Linked DNA regions of Gossypium arboreum: region 2 is linked to region 1. Evidence: chromatin contacts called from public Hi-C data. All regions are on one chromosome and are shown on one strand. The core of a region is the stretch at or near the end of the contact, and the rest is flanking DNA. Distances in the headings are between cores, read along the strand shown.

Region 1 (3,921 bases), core at 912-3,411:
CCGTTATGTATGTATAATTATAAATGACAACCTATGGTTCCCAGAATTGTGAAATAGAAAGACAAAGATGAAATAAAAGTGAGATTAAACATAATGAAAAAGATCCCAAAGGTTGATTAAAGAGAATGTTCGTTTTAAATTGTAGTGGATTGATCATGCTTCTCATGATTATAAGTCAACTTAATTATATAAAAAGAAAATTAAGTGTGTTAATTTAAATGTGGGGATGCTAATCATTAAAAAGGGTCACATTTTAGAATCCCATTCTTATTATTGATTTGGTATAATATAAAGTTTTATGGACTTCTTTGGTTGTTGGACTCATCATTGCTCATCAACAACTTAAAACCTTACTTTTTAGTAACATTTTATATCATCCTCCACTTGGAACATTGGTTCTTTTTATTTCTTTTGTTTTAATTTTTGGGTTTTTTTTTTAATGTTTTAAAATTATTTAGGCAAGTCTTGTAGGGAAAGGGATAAAGAAGATGAAAAAAGGTAAAAAAAAAAAAAAATTGTTAGAAAGGGGTCTATGTTGGAGGATACAAAATTGTTAATTCCTTATTTAGAGGATTATATATGTCTTAAAGAAATTAAGGATGTGTAGGTTCGAGACAAGAAAATCGAACATCAGTTTAATTATTTAGGAGAAAGGAATTGAAATCACCCGATAACTTTTGTTTTGTAAGTTAAAGTAATTAAACCAACTTAATTTAATGAATTCGCTTGATGATTCAATTGTTGTTAATGCAAGAAGATGTGTGTTTGAATGTGCTGAAACGTATTATCTTCCTATATATGGATTGGGAAGGGGCTATGAATAATTTTAGATATTTTATTAAAAAAAGTAGATATAATCAAAACTTATAATTATACATAATGGATGTACCATAGGATTAGGTTTCATTAATTAGGTTGGGTGGATATAGGTATTTAGCTAATTTGGTTATGGGTTGGTTATGGTAATAGCGTTATTAAATTTATTGAATGGGTAGGATGGATCTAATTGAGTAAATAGAAAATTGATAATTATAATCTACTTAAACCAAACTAGATTTAATTGGTTAGATTTAATCGACCAACATCAATTCATCAAGTAAGTTAGTTAAAACCAACTTTTATGAATCCTGATTCCAAGTTTCGGAAGTTAGTTTGGCTTAGGGGGGAAGCCAAAATTTTTTTTAAGGGGCCGGATGAAATTTTAATTTTTTATAGTTTATATCTTTATAATTTGTAAAGAATTAAATCGAAATTTTATAATTTTAGGGGGGCCAAAGTGTAATTTTACTTTTACTAATTTAAATTTTTTAAAAATTTAAGAGCCTAAAAATAATTTTACATTTTGGGGGGGGCCTATGCTAGCCCCCTGCCGCCACGGTGGCTTAGAGGTGTTCATGAGTTAGGTTAGGCTAAAGTTTAGTTCCAAAAAGCTTCGAACTTGAATTCGAGTACGACCCACCTAGGCCCGCCAAACAAGCCCTTTTTATTTAAAAATAATAAAATTTTATTTAAATTTAATTATACAAATATTAATTTGAATATAAATAAAAAACTATTTTATGTTTTTCATTATTTATAAATAGTAAAACGGACTAACCCAGAATAGGTCGGGTCAATTAGACTACCTAACTCATGAACACCTCTAGTTTGGCCCGATCCATGGATGTTTACTTGGAAGGATAACATGGTTTTTATATTTGTTTTGTTGTGTAGGCCCATTGGGTCATGTAATTTACTAATAAATATATTGAGCCTGTAGTAAATATAAAAGCCCAATAAGATCATTTATAGTATAGGCCCATGGGCGCAAAACCCATATTTGAACACAAATGCCCAAAAGGGTAAAATTGTAATTATAAAACCAAAGACTACATTATTCAACTTCGTAAGACGAAAAACTGAAGGCGGTTTCTTATGCGATATGGCCCACCAAATAACCGAATCAAAGATACCCAAAACACCCCAAATATTAGTCAATTATTACAACGAAAACCTAGTTACCAAACATTGATTGAAAGGGCTTAGAACGTAATTGACCAATAACAAACTAGATCCCACTTAAACAGAAGTCAACCAAAGTCAAAAAAGACAATAAGAAAAAAAGAAACGTCACCGTTTTGAGAGGATATAACGGTCATTTTGTTAAAGAACACCGAGAAAAATGAATATTTTGCAGTTGGGCAGGTGGGTAACAATAAAGGAGCAAAAAAGGAAAAAAAAAATATAAACTGAAAAAAAGAAAAGCCCCAAAATATGGAGGATGAAAAAGAAAGCAACCGTCAAGACTCTCCGGCGGCTGGTGGTAGTGGTTCTGGTAGCGGTGGTGATGAGTTGGAGCTTATTGTGGCTGAGTCGGAGCTTGGTGGCGGTGGTGGCAGTGGTGTGGGTGGTGGTGGCGGGAGTAGTAGTAATAATAATAATACAAGAGTGAAAGGGCCGTGGTCACCGGAGGAAGACGCGGTGTTGAGTCGGTTGGTGGCGAAGTTCGGGGCGAGGAATTGGAGTTTGATCGCCCGAGGAATTCCGGGTCGGTCTGGGAAATCGTGTCGGCTTCGTTGGTGTAACCAGCTTGACCCTTGCCTTAAGCGCAAGCCTTTCACTGGTAATTTTTTTCTTCTTTTATTTGAATGAGGATTTGGATTTTTTTAGTTTGGGTTTTGGTTGTTCTTAAATGGGTAGTTGTTGGTTCTTTGTTTTTTTTGTTTTTGATTTAGATAGTGAAAAAAGATTGTGTTTTTATTTATGTTTTTCTTTTTTCTTTTTTTTTTTTTACATTTGGATTAATGTTTGATTGATTGATGATGTTTGGTTTTGTAGTTGGTTTTTAAACAAATGCTGCAGCTGTTCCAAGTTTTGTTGGATTTTGGTACTTTATTTGTTACATTGTATTGTAAAGGCTGTATCTTTGTTTCTTAGTAGGAAATTTAAGTTCTAGAGTGTGATATCTATTAGGCCTTAGTGAAAATTGTTGTCTTATCGGCTTGTTCCAATTCACGAAGATGTATTCAGTACAATGCCTGTTATCGAGAACACCATTGGTATTCTTTTCTTATGCCATTGGAAGCGAGTTGAAGCTGAAATCATCGCTATCGCCATATGCCAGTTCATTTTACTTTTAACCCTTTTATGCTACATGTCGTATACTTAGAATAATGCATCTTTGCCTACTTGATCTTAGCTTCAAAGTTTAATAAGAAGATGATAGGATGTATGTAGGTCTTATGTTTGTATCTTGAAAGTCTTTTTTAAGCTCAACTGCCATTGCTTTTCCTTCTCGTGTGTAATGAAGGTGTCTTTGGGTGCCATCGGAAGTTAGTTGAAGCTGAAACGATCACTCCAACCCACAATCTCACAAAAGAATGTTTGGGGTTATCGAGGGTAATATGTACATTTTGGGAGATAAGTATCATATTGTTTGTTAATTATTCCCGGAGAGTGGAGATAAAGTCGGTGTGGTGTATGTAGAACAATGCATCTTTGCCTAGTCGATCTTAGTGACAGATTTCTATTGCCTTATGCAATGTGTAAATCATCACTTAGAGCAACTCCCTAATTTCAGCTTCCATTTCATTAACGGACTGGAGTCTTATCATACTAATGTTTGTGGTCATGCGCCCGAGTTTGCCTTTATGTTATGAAACTTAGAGTTTTTTTTGGAGACGAGTCAGAGGTTTCATTCTTGCTGTCATTATGCCGCTGTTAGAAAAGATGCCATAAAAGTGAATATTTTCTGATAGGAATTTCAACTATGCAGATGAAGAGGATCGAATCATAATTTCGGCTCATGCAATCCATGGCAACAAATGGGCTTCGATAGCAAAGCTCCTTCCAGGTAGAACTGATAATGCTATTAAGAACCATTGGAACTCTACGTTAAGACGTCGATGCATGGAGCTAGGTAGGTTTAAGCCTGGACCAGCT
Region 2 (3,921 bases), core at 751-3,250, 160 kb before region 1:
AACACTCTTGTGATAGTGAAGGACAAATTCCATCAACATAGTAAATGTTTTAGCCTCAGCATCAATAGAACATTATGACTCATTGACAATTTTTTTCATCACAAATTAAACACAACATATTTGGACTAATTGTAAGCAATTAATATGATAAGGAAATTAACCCTAGATGGTCCAAAGCGTCGAGTAAAAATCGACAAAACAATTAAGCATTCACCAAACCAGAGAGGACAACAATAAAACCATCCTTAAAATCACTTGTAAAATTAAAATTACATGCATAAACACAACTAAAAAACATACTACAACAACATACAATACGAACTTAAATATTTTAAAAACCTAATATACTTGTTTAAAATTTATAAATTTTTCTCACATTCTAGTCTTTATCGAAAAAATCCAACATTTTCAAATAAATTTTCTAATAGTATTAAGTAATCAATTAGATCCACTTACATCAATAATTTATATATAAAAATTTGTTTCCATTTGCCCCTTCAACCATCAATTAAGTCACCTTAATGACCCCACTAATAACCTTTTGTCTGTCCCTAGATTTGAATCTTTTAACTCTTTAAAGCCACGAATATTCCCCCCAACTACTCAATAAAATCCATATTTACTTCCAAACTATTTTAATCAGTCCTTTTCCATTTGCTGATTGTCACTCATTGCTTTTTCTTTTCTTTTTTTTTTCTTATATTTTCTTTCCTTTTCTCACTTCCCAAACAAACAAATTAATACTTCATTATCATCGCCCCTCCCTCCCTACTGACGTGGCTTTTTCTATTTTAGTGGGGTCCGCACGACTAAAACAAAATAAAAGGTGACGTGGTCTTTTTACCAAATAATAAAGGTTTAATTTTGGCTTTAGTCCCTCTATTATGTTCTAATTTAGGGTATGATCTTTCTAATTTTATAATATTGTTAAGAAGTACAATTTAATTAAGCTGTTTGTTGTTGTTGTTCAAGTGATGATATGAATTTTTATTTATTTATTGTTATTCAATCTCATAGAGTTTGAGAATTTTCAGCTAACCTTGCTAAACCAATGCTTTATTTATTATCTGATTCTTGAATTATATTCTTTAAAAAAAATCTCCTGAATTATACTCTTTTTCTCATATTAGTACCTAATTTTTTGTCCCGTTTTAATATTTGAACTATTATACTTTTCTCATTTTATCTAAAAAGAATGTGTCGCATGTAATGTTCTTATAGGTAACTTTCTTTTTGGACAAGTTGAAATGGAAATGATAGTTTAAGTATTAATATACGATAAAAAAAAGTTTGATATCAAAATGAGAAAATGAGTATTGTTCAAAGGCAATGGCGGAGAAAAGGGGGTTGCAGGGGTTGGACCCCCTAAAATGACATTTTTTTCATTTATGACCTTTATAATTTATAAAAAAAATTAGTAATGGTAAAATTACATTTTGACCCCAAAAATAATACAAATTTAATTTAATCATTTAAAAGTTATAAAGATATAAACTATTAAAATGGTAAAATTGTATTTTTACTATCGTAAGAATATACAATTTAATTCGACCTCTAAAAAATTTTTCTAGCTTCGCCACATTTCAAATGCTAAATCATAAATTAAGTTTTAAATCGATAATAAATTTATATATCGACTATGAATCGAATACTCAAGGTTATTTAAAAAATAAAAGATATCATGATCTTAACCACAAGAACTAATAGTGTAGATCAAATTATGTAAAATTAAACGGATTAAATTTTATATTTTAACATAGTAAGTGGACTAAAATGATAATTAAACAAAAAGAAACTAATCAATACAGATCTTAAATGAAAACAATTATTAAAATAAGAGTTAGATTTTATATTTTAACATAGTAAAGGGACTAAAATATGAATTAAACCAATAAAAAAAACCTAATCAATCAAAACACGGATCTCAAATGACAACAATTAATCAATTCTAACGCCAGCTTGACGTCCGCCAGATATTTTTTTATAGTTTTTGTTCCTTCTTTATATAGCCAAATCCAAGCTCTCCCCCTAATCTTTAATATCACCATTTTTGTGAAGGAGATATATTTCTCTCTTTCTCTCTCTAAAAATCTTCCCTTTCTCTCTCTAAAAATCTTCCTTTTCTCTCTCTAGAATCGCTTTGGTCGAAGTTTTCTCCATTTGATCTCTACGCTTGTGATTATATATTTTTTCTCGTAATCGAATCTATAGTTTCTTAATAAATCGAAGAATTTGATTTTTTATAGATTTTGTTTGATTTCGAGATGGTTAATTCTAGAAACGGGGAATTTGTTGACGACCGCGTGGATCGGGACGACGACGAATTAATCGGTTCGTCGGACGCATCTTCGTCCATCAACGGCGTCGTTGGTACCTTTAGCGTTGGATCTGGAACAACTTCGGGACAGAGCGGTGAGGTGAGGAACGAAATCGGACTTACGGAACGGTTAACGGATATATTCGTAGAGGAAAACGATGGAGATTTGTTGCTTCAACAGAGCGATCGAGAAGATAGGGTTCTGCAATGGTTACAAGCTTTGGATATGCAAGTAATCGGCGCTTGTCGAACCGATGAAAGGTTAAAGCCTTTGTTGAAAGTCAATGTTTCGAACGGCGTAGCCGAGGATCGATTGTTAGCTCACTTGAGTCAGGTATTTTGATAGTTTGGAATTTCAATTGATAAAATTTTCCATTTATATCGAATTCTATGATGAAATTTAGCTCATATTTGTATTTTCTTCTTAAAATTTTCAAGTTGGATGTGTTGTGTGTGTAATTTCATTTGTTTTGGATAAATTTCAGCATTTTGAGCCATCGGAAGTTGGTATGCTGGCGAGGTGCTTTTGTATACCTTTGGTTTCAATTCGAGTGGGGAAGATTAACAAACAAGGAACCTGTTTTCAGCCTACTGCTGCAAGGTAATTGAACTTTTGATGATATCGGAGTCTTGGATTTATCATAGATTATCCTGCTCTGAATGTCATGCACAGTCCATGGATGCATGTTAGCCTTTTTGTTGCAAATCATTAGCATTTACCTACAGCATATATCACAGAGCCGTATGCTTAATTGTTAACAATTTCCGTTGAGTATTTACATTCTGCTCTCTCTAGAAACTAACCTTTCGTGGTAGGCCCCCCGAGGTTTAGTTTAAATGATTTAGGAAATTGTCTTTAGTAGGTGATATGCTAATTAAGATATTAAATTAAATAAACTAATTATAAATTATCATAACATATATAAATATTGATGAAACTAGAAATCAAAGGTGACAATTAAAATAGATAGCCTTGCTTGTTAGCTAGCTAACTAGAAAGAAAGAAGAATCTCCACATTAGTCCAATCAAAGCCAATTGCTTGGTAGCTAATAGTGCATTACAGTTACAAGTTAGCTTCTTTTCCTCTATTTAGGAACCTTAAATTATCAAATTAGTTAGCTAATGCTTAGTTTGAAATATTGGAGACCAATTATAGATATTAGCTTATTTTCCTTAGATTTTTATCCATAATTCATATTCATCAATGATACCATTTTGATGGTCTCATTCCTTTGATCTTTCATAGCCTTTAAGCATGTAGCATTTTGTCAATTTACCGTGGATCACTGCAACAACTCTTTTAGGCCCTTAATGTCTCTGTTTTGGGTTAAGATGGTATTTAATTGACTGCATTATGTTATATGGTAATGCTTTTAGTACTCCATGCAGGCAGCTAGTCTAAAATATACATGATTTAGAATGTTCTGGTTGTCACAGTATGTTACACTTGTTTACTACCTATAAGTTTTCATGTCATGTATTATCAAGTGATTATATGTGCTGACATTTGCAAGTAACTTATTTCGGTGTTTTTTTCTTATATCAACTCTGCTAAATTGGGGATACCAACGCTTTTCTTAATCTTTGAACCGGTCATACCATC

What was found. Hi-C and Micro-C count contacts between places; a contact is called where the count stands out from the background.
Region 2: a contact with region 1 is called in a Hi-C map of leaf, with 2.1 times the contacts expected there. The contact joins the promoter of LOC108482954 here to the promoter of LOC108453529 in region 1. A contact is called at or near these places in 2 of 5 Hi-C or Micro-C datasets (both in leaf).

The regions. Positions count from the first base shown.
Region 1 is chr10:129,366,630-129,370,550 of ASM2569848v2, reverse strand. It overlaps LOC108453529 (transcription factor MYB1), which reads left to right and starts at 2,161. Exons shown (of 2, transcript XM_017751675.2): 1 at 2,161-2,602; 2 at 3,755-3,921. The coding sequence starts at 2,254.
Region 2 is chr10:129,530,626-129,534,546 of ASM2569848v2, reverse strand. It overlaps LOC108482954, which reads left to right and starts at 2,000. Exons shown (of 4, transcript XM_017786067.2): 1 at 2,000-2,651; 2 at 2,803-2,918. The coding sequence starts at 2,265.